3 separate regions of the Mus musculus genome follow, and all the other regions are linked to region 2. A link is a contact called in public Hi-C and HiChIP or PLAC-seq data. All regions are on one chromosome and are shown on one strand. Each heading gives the region's core, a stretch centred on a gene start, on an enhancer-like site or on the middle of the called end of the contact. The rest is flanking DNA. Distances are from core to core; before and after follow the strand shown. Region 1 overlaps Gm31776 (a long non-coding RNA gene). Region 2 holds the start of Pcdh17 (protocadherin 17). Region 3 has its middle 470 kb from the start of Gm31980.

Region 1 (4,243 bases), core at 894-3,393, 4.2 Mb before region 2:
TATGTGTGATATAATAAAAAGATTGTTCTTTCTATACTTCTGCTTGTTTCATTTTTTTTTTATTTTGCAAGTGTATCCACATCTTACTCCACCATGTTCCTAACCAGAGAGAACATCACAGCAAGGATATTTTCTATTTGTTCAGCCTTTCACATTATATAGTGTCTGCCTACCATATTGTGTACCTTGTGTGTGTGTGTGTGTGTGTGTGTATGTACATGCATACATATGTGCCTATACATGAGTATGTGCATGTAGAAGTCAGAGATAGGGTCTATCACTGGCTCAGAGCTCTCTATGTAGGCTAAGCTGGCTGGTTAGTAAGCCCCAAGAATTCTTCTGTCTACTATTATAAGTACATGAATCACCATACCTGTATATATTTTTAGAAAGAGAGAGAGAGAGGGAGAGACAGAGAAAGATTGAAAGAAACATACACAGAGAGAAAGAGGGAGGGAGAGAGACAGAAACAGACATACATGCACACATAAAGAGGAAGAGAGAGCGAGAGAAAAAAAGAGCAATCGAGAGAGTGAGAATGTGTTTGCGTGTGAATGTAGGTATGGCCCCAGTATGCCCATAGAGGCCTGAGGGTTTTAGTCCTTGCCTTCCACATTGTATGAGGTAGGCTATCTCTTTGGCTGTTGTATATGAGGTTAACTGGCCCGTGACTTTGCAGAGGTTCTCTGCTCTCCAGCTCCTATGTTGCCAAGAGAGCCGTAGTGTTATAGGCATGTACCATTCGTTGGATTTTAGGTGGGTTCTGGGGATTTGCACCCAGGTCCTCATGGTTAATGCCACGAGCATTTTATATACTGAGCTGTCTCCAGAGCTCCTGTATGTGTGTGTGTGTGTGTGTGTGTGTGTGTGTGTGTGTGAGTGTGTGTGTGTGTGTGTGTGTGTGTGTGAGAGAGAGAGAGCGAGAGAGAGCGAGAGAGAGCGAGAGAGAGCGAGAGCGAGAGCGAGAGAGAGAGAGAGAGAGAGAGAGAGAGAGAGAGAGAGAGAATGAATTCCGGGGATCTAACTCAGGTCCCTGGGCTTGCAAGGCCAGCATTTGTACTGAGCTCTCTCCTAAGCCCCTGTTGTTTGATTTTCAATCTTACAGTGGTTCTGGCACGACACAGTGAGCGAAGTAAGACAAAGAAGCCAAACCCCAGCAAATAGTTAAGTATGTGAGATCTGGGGCGCAAAGCTTTTCTGTTGCGTATTTGTACACAGCATTGTGCTGGCTCCTTGCACCTTGAGAACTTCAGGGTCTTCTGCAACAGTGACTTCCTTAGCGGTTTTAGAAAAGTTAAGCATCACACATACAAGTAGTGCACCCAGTGCCGAATGTGTTTAATGACTGGGAACTATTATTTGTGGTAGCACTGGAGTAATGAAGAGGGGGAGGCCTGACTGAATGCATCTCCATTTGGGATAGAGGTCCACACGCCTGGTCCCAGGGCACCTGCGTCTCCTGAATTCTCAACCGATTCCTCTCTGCCCTTGCCGGCTTCTCTAATGCCTAAGGGTGATGCATATTTTTCCACCTTTCAGCAAATCCACATGCAGCTTGGGAGGATATAAAAAGCAAGTGAAGAGCCGGCAGAAATGCAGGTGCAGTTGGGGTCCCTTAGCCAAAAGATGTGTTTCTTCAAAAGCCCTTAAAATGAAAAAAAAAAAATGTCACGTCTCCTTGCTCCTGCTTAGCTGGAACCTCCCCCAGCATTGCCTCTTCTGTTGACACTGCCTGAGCCAGGGAGTCTGGAAGAGAACATCACCTTGACCTTCCTTCTTCCCAGAAGTAGACTCAGCTAGGACTCAAAAGGAAGCCATCAAAAGCATTGTGGTTCTTCCCATTCGGCATGTCTCAAAGTCTCACTCTGACCCCATCGATTAGCCATGAAACATAAAATCAACAGACCTTTTTTGTTTGTTTGTTTGTTTTTTGTTTTTAATCTCGTGCAGAAAAATTAACATTGACCACTAGCTATGCCAGCCATGCTCACAGAAACATACAGCAAAAGTGGGGGTGTCCAAAATCTACTCTTCTCTCTCCCGAGGCTTTTTTCCCTGTCATCTTAGTCCCAGATCACAGCTGTGGGGCAGAGCAAGATCCCGCTGTTAAGTACTGAGTAAGGGAAGCACTCTTTACTGTCCCTGCACAGAGGGTGCCTCCAGCAAACCAGTGACTGACAGTCTGAATAAGTAGTTATTTCCCCAGGCTCAGGAGCAAGAGGCACACGCAACCCAGTAGCTGACCTTTGCAGCTGAGCCTGGCACCCAGAGGCCAGCTTGCTACTACCATTACCTGCTAAGGTTAAAGTATTGCCAAGTTAATTGATGAGGACTCTCTATTCATGCTACTTTTCCTGCTGAAATAATGTTTGAATGTGCTCCAGCGCCTACAGGATTCAGTCCAATTTCCTTCCTCTGGCATTCGTGGCTTGTTATGATCTGAGTACTAGCTGCTTCCCTAGCTGTCTCTCTTGCACAGAGCCACCGTTCGGTTCTGTGATGCAGATAGGCTGGAGCGTTACTTTTTGCCACGCTTTCTTGCTTTTGAGTTGTCACTGTTGTTCTCGCCCCTGGAGTTCCTCTTTTCTGATTCTTCATCTCTAAATGCCATTGGCTCTTTAAGTCTTATTTAAAATACAGCTTCCTCCATGACAGTTTTCCCGTGTCCCACAGCAACAGATGCAACTCTTTGCACGGACCCTTCTTAAGACCCTCAATAGTGTCCATCCTGTATTGTGCTTTATCTTGGTTTTGCATTCTTTGCTAGACTCTAGGCTACGTGAGGACAGTGCTGTGTCATTTCGCTCTAAGATCCTAGCATCTATTCCTAGGATAGTTGACATCCGTAGAATATTTTTAATAGAAATTGGTTTTGAGTGAAGCGGTGCTGACGCTCCTTTTCACGGGGGGGGGGGGGGGGGGAGGGGGAGGGGTGTTAAGTGGATTGAAGAAGGTCTGTGATTGGTTAGGTTAAGTTCCTGATGTTAAGTTCATGATAAACACATCGCTACAGGAGTCTGCTCAGGTGGTTTCAGGCACGGGTGGTCATTAAATGGCTAGTAGTTAAATACAGAATTTTAAAATATCTCTTGCAAGTTCAAATTTTTACTCGGTATAATTTTCTACAGTATCGAGGGGGGTCGTGTGACTTGTATCTTATACTCCCACATCAGCAAGGATGCCTCGTTGTTTAAACTATCTTTAAAATAACCTTCTTTTGTCTCCTTGTTGCCATTCTTTCTTAAGAGATGAATACAGAAGCATCATTTAGAAAGTGTTATTAATTTGCTATCTACTCCTTATGTTACATCTTGATATATAATATTGCTTCTTGTTCTGTAGGTCAGGAAGATTTTTCTTTTTTTTAAAGAAAAGACATGTAATCCTTATAGGAGAGCCTACTTAACAATTTTCTTAGGAATGGCAGTTTGCAAGACACATGGGGTAGCTAATTACTGTCACTGCCACCACCATTGGCACGACCACAAACAAGAGCAGGTATATATTATTAAAGTGGACTTCAATTACTAGGTCTGTTTGCAGCATCTACTATATATTCTCTTGGTTCACGGGGCTGAGATGCCTTGCATAATTTCCTGCATTTACTGCCAGTTTTGACAATTACCCCATCTTGTCACTTATTTAGAGTGAACTGAGTCACTAAAACACAAGATCTTGTGGCATTCCATAACCATAACTTTGTCTCAAGAAAATGAAGCCAACATGTTCAAGGAAGTTTTCATGTGTGCCGGGCCAGACTGCTCTCCATTTGAGTGGTTACAGGGGGGAGATGAGTGCCCCACCCCATGCACTTGAATGGTATTTCCACATTGTACTGAGATATCACTAGTGTTGCAGAATGACCAGTAGGCTACACTGACCATGGATGCCCTTGTCTGAAGAAGTGTCAGGAGCTGATCTATGTGCTAAAGGGTTGCATGGTCTGCTCTAGTTTTCAGTTCTTAAGCATTGAGCACCGGGCACAAAAAGAACCCATCCCTCCATCAAGCTGCTGTCCCTGAAGCAGGAAGCCAGAGATTAATGAGAGATCAACTCCTAAGCAATGGCGTTAGAATGCCCACGCCCCTCCTTCTTGCCCCAGAGCTGTGCCTCTTATTTTCATTTCTATGCTAACAAGGTACACCTGTCCTAGCGTGTGCTCTGAAGAGTCTCTTTTCATGCTCAGGGCCTGGGGAGCTTTAACATAGTTAGATGTACTCTAACGGTGGGTTGCCATCAAAAA
Region 2 (4,058 bases), core at 857-3,356:
CAGGGTGCGAGGAGAGGGAGATACAAAATAAAAATTGATAAATGAATGTGTGAATGTGTGTTCACTATGCCATAGGCAGTTTCTGGTTATAAAGATTACAAGAATCAACTTCCAAAGCACATGCATTGGACCAATATTTCTAACCAGAGAGACATAAAGAAAGCTATGGCTATATAAGACTTTGTGGTTAAAGACAACTTAGCAAAACAGCCTTTACTTTGGCAAGACTGAGTCCTCTGTGGACTACAAACATATATGCTAAACAACCTATTTAGGGAAGACAAGAAAGGAACATTTTTGAATTTGAAGGTCTGACTAAAAAGATCTTCTCTTTGAATTTTTGAGCTGTTGGTCTCTCAAGGGAATGGTACATTTGGAATGAGACCAGACTGCAAAATCAGACTATATGTTATCTCCTTGAAGCTCTGGGAAATTAATAGCTCCTTGATCTGAACCTTTAAGCAAGTATCCCCAAAACAATATTCAGAGCATTCTTGTAATTGGTCTGGATTTGATTTTCTTTGAAATTCTGAATGATTCATGTTACATATTTTTATAGTAGTCATTCACAATTTATAAATGGCAACTTAACTTCAGTATTTATGAACTACAATCAATACTGTCGCAATCAAAATACTCACCTTCTCTATTTCAACGGATTGTTTTCCTTTGTCCCTCTTAACTCTGCTCCAGAACTGCTAGATCAGAACCAAAACTGATCGTAACTTGTGGATGTTTGTGAAAGCAGTTCAGACAAAAGCAAGCTTTGAGATTCTAAAGCTGGAGATGAGAAATTTAGAATGGGGGGGGGGAGGAGGAAGAGGAGGGAGAGGAAGAGGAGGAAGAAGAGAGAGAGACAAAGAGACAGAGAGAGAATATTTAAACAAACATCATTCAATCTGGTATAAGTTCTTGCCTAAGTTCAGCTTCTATGAATAGGAGACTTTATACATATTAGCAATGCTATTTGATTTGAAAAAAATATCAAATTGCTATTTGGAATTTTAGTAAGATGAACAGAAGTGAATTAGACACCAAAGCTAGGGACATTAAGGGACATTGGATTACCTTGAATGTGGGCTGTGATAGGAGATGGTTAAAAGGTAGAAGTCTAAACACTGTTCAACCAGATTTCAGTTTCATGGAGCTGCAAAACATGTCTTAAGAGAGGCTTGTTCCCTCCTTCGAGACACTGCCTCTCTCTCCACCGGCGTCTGCTTTTCTTCTGAAACACTTTCATAATCAAGTGACTTTCCTTGCATGGGTGCCTGGGGACAGCGGGGATTTCTCTGAGGATGAAGAAAGTTACATATTGATTACAGTTGCTTGCGGCGTGTTTGCTCCCGAGCTAGCTAGCACAGACAGATCTCTAACACTGCACTTTCCTGGCGTTCACCGAAATAAACATCCCACCGTGAGAAAACGCGTACATACACCACACACACACACACACACACACACACACACACGCTCTCTCTCTCTCTCTCTCTCTCTCTCTCTCTCTCTCTCTCTCTCTCTCTCTCTCTCGCTCTCTCTCGGGCGCGCGCACGCATGCGCGCGCACGCACCCACTCCGCACCTCCAGATGAGTGCACAAGGAGTCAGAAAATCCGCAACTCCCTTGGCCCAGTGTTTGTGTGTGTGTGTGTGTGTGTGTGTGTGTCTGTGTGTGTCTGTGTGTAAGCTGACGACGTGGGTTGGTGTGTGGACTAGAAGGCACCAGGAAGACCGCAGCTGCCTCTCTCTGCAAAGTATACGGTGATTCCCCACGCCTGGCTTTACATCCTATCCCCAGTTGAAATCAAATCACTGCCAAACTTTTCTCTTTCTAGAGGAAGACACCCTCTAAACACCAGGGCTACCACGGCTCAGCCCTGGGCGCCGCCGCCGAGACTTAGCGCGGGCTCTGCGGGCCTTGATGCTCTCCGGTCGGACTCAAGCTAGTCAATGACTCTAAAGAGCTGGGGCTGCTGGCCCCGCCCCCGCCTGCCGTTTCTCCGCCTCCCATTGGGCGTGGGCCGAGAAGGCAGGGTCTGGCTCCCCACGCCGATTGGCTGGCAGAGAATCAGTATCAATGTTTAAGCGGCGGCGTGAGGTGAATAGAGTCAGTCAGCAAGAGACGCTGGGGAGAGAATCCGGACTGCGAGCCCGGCGGCTGCCGCAGCGGAGGAGGGCGGCTCGGAGACGGTACTCCAACTGTTGAATTGAATTTTTCACCTTCCATTTCCTCCGCGTCTTGGCTGGCGGAGATGGATTTATTCGGTTTGAAACCTGCACGTCTTTCTCAGGCTTTGGGGTGATCCTGACAGGCACCGCACTAGACTGAAAGAGACCACTCGTGACAGAAAAAAAAAAAAGGAGGAATTAAAATTTAAAAAAAACCTCCACAACAGACTGCACAATTAGCTATGCACACCGATGCTGGACTTTGTGAACAGAGACCGTTGGGAGGAAAATCTTGAACTATGATCCTGGGCTAAGCTGTGAATCATTACTGGAAACGTGCCCCCACCCCTAAGACTGAGAGATTTGGGGGCATCTCACGCCTAACCAAGTGGAAAGGTTTTTTTTAAAAAACAAATAAATATTCGTAAGCAAAGCAGACGCCTTGTTTTGCAGAGCCTCGGACTCCGGCCGAAAGAGGTAGAGTAAAAGTGTTCCTGGATTCAGCTTTGCCTTCCTCCCCCCACGCTTTTTCTCGTTTTTCTTCCCCCACCCCCGACGTGATTCCGGCTTTTTTGTTGTTGTTGTTTGTTTTTTTTTTGTTTTTGTTTTTGTTTTTCCTATTGAGTGGTCAGAGAAAGCCTTAAGAAGAAGCCTCAACTAAGGACTGCGAAGGGAGGACCGTGAGGGGAGAGTGAATACGATTCGTTCCGCTGCTTCTGACTCATCCCGCAGATGAGAACACCTGCATTTCTGGATGTGTCATTCCCGTATACCGAGGCGCTGGGAGAAGCGGAAATAATGTGTAGATCAACCCGTGCCTAACCTCCCCTCGGAGGTGGAGGAGGTAGTTTCCCCGGGTGGGCGCCCTGGCAGAACCGCGGTGGCTGCAGCTCCTCACCCTCTCTGCCTTTCCCAAGTCGACCAGAGACCGTGTGTGAGCCAGACTGCAGAATGCATCACGCCAAGCCTTGATGTATTCCGTCGACTCTACTCCTCCAATTTAAAATAATAATAATAATAAGGGGGGAAAAAGCCTACACTGTTATTCTCTTCAAATATTCACCACTCTTGTTCCTCGCCAAGGTTTTCCTTTCTAGATGAAAAGGAGGCTGGGCCACTGGAAGGAGGTGCTGAATAGAAAGAAAAGAGAGCCACTTGACAGCCCAGCCCTGTGAATGCAGAGACTGTTTCCCTTCTAGCGAGAGACAGGGCAGTGTGTGTGTGTGTGTGTGTGTGTGTGTGTGTGTGTGTGTGCTAGGACTGGGAGGGTAGCTCCCTCCTCCTTTCTAGTCTGCCCTCCCCCCTCCCCCCCCCCCTCAAATCTGCACGTCTAACCATGAGTTGCCTGTTGATTTCCTTTCGCCTGGCAAGAAAAGCAAACTGGAATTAAACTGCAGGGAGAGAAGTCTTTGCTTGCTGGAAGAGGATGGGATGGTAGTGGCGGCTCCCGGATTGGCATAGAGACACACCAGAGTGTTCTACGAACAGAGGCGGAGATATATCTCTATATTTTTCTCCTCCCAATAGGCTCTCGGCGCAAATGCTGATCAGGCTGTGGCTTTCTTGATTTTGGGGGAGAACCCTCTCCGAGGAAGAGAGGGAGGAGCTTGGTAGGGGGAGGAAACTACAAATCGGGACACTTTTTTTTCCTCTGCATTTCCTCCCCTCCCTCTGGCTGCTCGGAAAGAAGAGAGAAAAAGAAGAGGGAGAGAGAAAAAAAGACTTGGCTCGGAGATGCAGTCCGCTGCCGCCGCCGCCTAAACCAGCAAGGCAAGATTAGATCTTTAAATGCAGCAATACACTGCCTGAAAGCCGAGCATCCTGCATAGCGAGCAGACATTTCTCCGTGTGCCAGGGCAGCCTCAAATATACATATGTATCTGTGACTCTTTC
Region 3 (3,987 bases), core at 982-3,481, 3.6 Mb before region 2:
TAGTGATTAGTCAAAATGGATTTCTCCAAGAGCTGGGATAGATAAATGTTTCCTGAATCACGTGAGAAGGTAGGATATATTATTTTAAAACCTCAGTGAGCTGGCCATAAAATGAGAGGACAGTCCCATGTGTGTCATAACCCTCGCTGTAACACAGGAGTAAGAATATCTCCCTGGAATATATGTGAACTGCAGAAACTGAGTATGATTTGTTGAACAGAATAGGACAAAGTTAGATGTGGTATGGTGGGGTAGGAATAAGAGAGACAAAAGAGAAGTGCTCCTGAGATAAGCCCAGGCAAGGAAAGTGTTAAATACAATTTTAGCTAATACTGAATGAGGAAGCTATGCGGATCCATTTCCTTCTCTCTCTCATTAAACAGTTTAAGTACATATCTGTGTCAGCCTGCTTTTCTAGGATCACTGCTTTTAAACTTCATCTCTTCTCTTCCTTTGTTACTTTCCTTATTATATCCTGCAACAGAAGGATATAAACCACGTTTCTGGTTTTATTCTAAGTAGCATAAAAAGATTTCCAAGTGTGAAGTGGATCCAAGGGGAAAATAACTCTCTTGGTATAGATGTTATTGCTATTAAATTACTACCTTAAGTAGATGTACATAGAGGAGACACAGTTAATTTCACAGGAAGATGGGAAGGGCCACTAAGGTAATGAACTTTATTGAGAGTGCTTTTAATTCCATTATGCATGTTTAAGAAGCTTTCTGAGCAAGGAAGACCACTGAGTTGATAAAAGAAGCATTTAGCTAGCAAATGCCTTTGAGCTTCCCAGCTCACTGGTGTGTTTGCTTAAGAAACAAATGTTTTTCACACAATGGAGGTAAGCACGCTTTTCTAACCCACTGGTCTCAGAAATAGGCACTGGTGTGCGTGTGTGTGTGCGTGTGTGTGTGCGTGTGTGTGGTTTAGGGGGACAATCACAATCAGCATCATGAAGTAACTAAGGGATATATTAGGCAACTTTTCATGGGTATGTGGACTGCATAATTTAAAACTGTCCTGGGGCACCCATAAATTATGCATAGGTTTTGTTTTCTTCTTGTACATTTTTAGAGAAGAGAGAAATTTTGATTTGGCAGTTTCTACACCTTTAGCCTTAGCTAAATCTTGGTTTTGAATGCTGAGCATCCATGAGGAACCAGGCCATCTGCTCTGTAGAGTGTGTCCCAGGGTCTTCTCAGGGAACTCCTTCCTCCTCCCATTGCTTGTCTGTAGAAGGTGAACAGAATTCCTTTTTCAATAGGGAATTCCATCAGGACTTCCTTGTGTCAAAACAATAAGAGCAGAGTTTGGGATGATTTTTGATAATTTGTTAGTTTATTTTTTATAGGATTTTAAATGCCATTATTTAAAACATTCTGTAGCTAGCATTCAATGATTGTGTTGTGATGATGTGTGAGACCCTTGGATTTTTTGTTGTTTGTCTTTGAATGTGGTCTAGGAGAATTCAGCCATTTGTGGCTGTGAATATTTGCTATCACATGACTTGTATTTGTTTGAAGGATAATTTCCATCCCATAAGCGTACTGTGGGGCTTTATTCAGCTTTGGAATGGTGGTTCTGTGAGACACAGAAGCCCTGAGAATCTTGGGAAGAAATTCCAAACAATGGTTTTATTTGCTTGGGTCACTGAGAAATCAACATTTGGGAGTACTGTAATTAGTTATCAGTACAGGGCTTTGTGCTCAGGCGTTTACTGTTTAAAGATCTAGAATCATTAAATCATCACTTTTAGGTCTCTTTTAATTACTACACTCGGGGACATTGGGTATATGTTTTAATTGTCTGCTTTTAGACAGTAGCCAAAGTTTAACAAGTTGCTTATTCCAGGCCCTGTAGACATAGTTGCATTCCCCGGTGATTGCAACTCTTGTTGCTCCGCTAGGTGGCAGAAGAGTTTTACAGTTCCTGGTTCTGCACAAAGGCAGCCTTAGTACTGTCTTCGCAGCTCATTCCCACAGCAGCTGATCGTGATACAAATGTGTAAGAGAGCAGAAGCTATATGGGACATACACCGCCGTTACTAAAGCACAAAGCAACAACTTTGAGCCAAGTTTTTGTTTCAAATGGTCTGGTGAAGCCAGTGCTTTGATAATGGATTGAGAGTAAAAAAATCTTGAAATGAACAGTGGTTCCTTGAGGTTACATTTGTGTGTGATTTTGAACCGGGGCGCTGGACTGGTGAATAAAAGAGAGACAATTGCAAACCACGCATTCACTGCTGCTTGGAAAGAGTATGGGCGCTCCCTGTCTCTCCTCCGGGATGACCCCCTGCCTGCTGCAGAAGGGGGTAATGTGACAACAAAAGCAAAGGGGCGGGGGGGAATCAACATGAAAAACTCTATAAGCTAGATTGAAAATTTATGCAGCTTTGAGGATTCTCAACCGTGAGAGGATAGTTATATTGAGTTAACGCGAAGAAGAATCTGACTGGAAAAATACATTTGTTCGAGGGATTTGCTAACATATCCACGACATTATTTGGACAATATGACCCCACTGCAACTTAGGGAGCTGTAACAGTAAAGTTAAGCAAATGCTTGTATCATCAGGCACTCAGTTTTGTAGACTATGTGTTAATGGGTTGTGGAGGAAGTGTAGAAATATGTTGTTAATGAGGTTCTTGTATTCCAAAATAAATATAATTCTCCACTTAGGAAAGCACTGGACTTATGAAGTGTGAAAAGAGTGGAAATAGGGCTCCCATATTCCTGGTGAGGGAGCTATGCAGTGACTGCTTTTCTGAGGAGACAATAATCAGTAGGTTATATTCTCTACTGAAATACCTACATCTGCCGCCGCAGCCATCTCCTGATGCAGGGTGAATGACACACAGCACCCCACCCCCCCAAATGTCATTGTCCAGCCAAGCTCACAAATTAAAACTAATAAACATGCCCCCCCCCACACACACACACCACCACCACCACTACTAGTAAGGATGTATCCCCAGTACTGCAAGCAGCAGGGCAGGCTGTGGCAGGGCATAGTAACAGCAGCCATGCCGGAGCAGCCGAGCCCTGGGCAGCAGGTGCACTTGGCTAGGGACAAAGAAGGGCACAGTGTGGCGCTGGCATTGCTTGCTCATATATGCAGGCAGAGCTGAGATGTTTACAAATTGATAGCAGAGTGGATTTGGTAGGGGAGAGTTTTGCACGCTGCATCCAATGTTCGGAGAAACCCAAGTGAAGTCTACGCTGTCTGGGGTGGGGCGGGGTTTTGTGATGTTCCTGTCACCATAGAAAAGGAGTTTCTTGTATTCTTGCCTTAGTGTACCTTAGTAGTTTGCACAGGCCCAAGTTGATAAGGTACATACATATCCCCACTGAGAACACCAAGCTTTGATGTGGAGGGCACAAGACTCTGTCTGAATCAATCTTTTTTAGATCTTTCAGGTTTTCAAGACCCAGAGAAGCTCACTGGGGATGTAGCTTGGGAACAGGAATAAAGAAATAATGCAGAACTAGGTGGGCAGGGAGAGGGGGGCAGGTAGGAGACCTCAACAGAGCGAAATTGAACCTCCAAGAGGAAAAAGATACCTGAAATGCACTAGCAATGAGTGCTTAGGGCTTTATTGTCTCCGAGCCTGGCTGGGGCATTCTGGGAAGGAAATGAGTGGTCTCAAACGGAAGGAGCAAGGCAGAGAGCCTGGTCACCAGAGGACCTCAGACGTCTGAGTTTTTCTGCTATGCTCTATCCAGCAGAGGCCGGATGGATGTGGCCTTTGTCGGTCGTCATGCTGGCAGTGCAGCAACCTATGTCAGTCCTTGTTTTCACCTCCGCTCATGGCAACTGTACTGTCTGGCTGTGCCATTGCTGTCAACTTAAAAATCATGCTTCTCCTTGTAAGTGCTGTTACGATTTAGGACACCTGAAGGTGTCATTTTCCTATGGTTAATTAACCTTGAGGCCAGGAGCACACCAGCACGGCCCCTTAATTATATTTGTGTCTAATCCTGAACGCTC

What was found. Hi-C and Micro-C count contacts between places; a contact is called where the count stands out from the background. HiChIP or PLAC-seq counts read pairs in DNA pulled down with a chosen protein or histone mark.
Region 1: an H3K4me3 HiChIP or PLAC-seq map of forebrain shows a contact between it and region 2, with 8 times the contacts expected there. The contact joins the enhancer-like site here to the promoter of Pcdh17 in region 2. A contact is called at or near these places in 4 of 39 promoter capture datasets (cranial neural crest, frontonasal cranial neural crest, hippocampal neurons and 1 more), 13 of 484 Hi-C or Micro-C datasets (cerebellar granule neurons, cerebellum, cerebral cortex and 5 more) and 5 of 115 datasets of contacts at active chromatin or transcription factors (PVALB interneurons, astrocytes, embryonic forebrain and 2 more).
Region 3: a contact with region 2 is called in a Hi-C map of cerebellar granule neurons, with 2.7 times the contacts expected there. The contact joins the enhancer-like site here to the promoter of Pcdh17 in region 2. A contact is called at or near these places in 1 of 39 promoter capture datasets (cranial neural crest), 8 of 484 Hi-C or Micro-C datasets (cerebellar granule neurons, cerebral cortex, cortical neurons and 2 more) and 1 of 115 datasets of contacts at active chromatin or transcription factors (astrocytes).

Annotation. Positions count from the first base shown.
Region 1 is chr14:80,260,903-80,265,145 of GRCm38.p6, forward strand. It overlaps Gm31776 (a long non-coding RNA gene), which reads left to right. Exons shown (of 2, transcript XR_383658.3): 2 at 1-34. Among named protein-coding and RNA genes, the nearest start is that of Gm31776, 18 kb to the left of the region's middle. Within about 2 kb of position 2,144, at least 15 of the 459 cell types and tissues checked have an H3K27ac peak or open chromatin away from gene starts, as enhancers often do. A contact at or near this core is called in PVALB interneurons, cerebellum, cerebral cortex and 3 more, where this site is marked.
Region 2 is chr14:84,441,457-84,445,514 of GRCm38.p6, forward strand. Pcdh17 (protocadherin 17) reads left to right here and starts at 2,107. Exons shown (of 4, transcript NM_001013753.2): 1 at 2,107-4,058. It overlaps Gm32498 (predicted gene, 32498), which reads right to left and starts at 1,948. Exons shown (of 4, transcript NR_168882.1): 1 at 1,069-1,948; 2 at 642-780.
Region 3 is chr14:80,843,845-80,847,831 of GRCm38.p6, forward strand. No RefSeq gene overlaps it. Among named protein-coding and RNA genes, the nearest start is that of Gm31980, 470 kb to the left of the region's middle. Within about 2 kb of position 2,232, at least 26 of the 459 cell types and tissues checked have an H3K27ac peak or open chromatin away from gene starts, as enhancers often do. A contact at or near this core is called in cerebellar granule neurons, where this site is marked.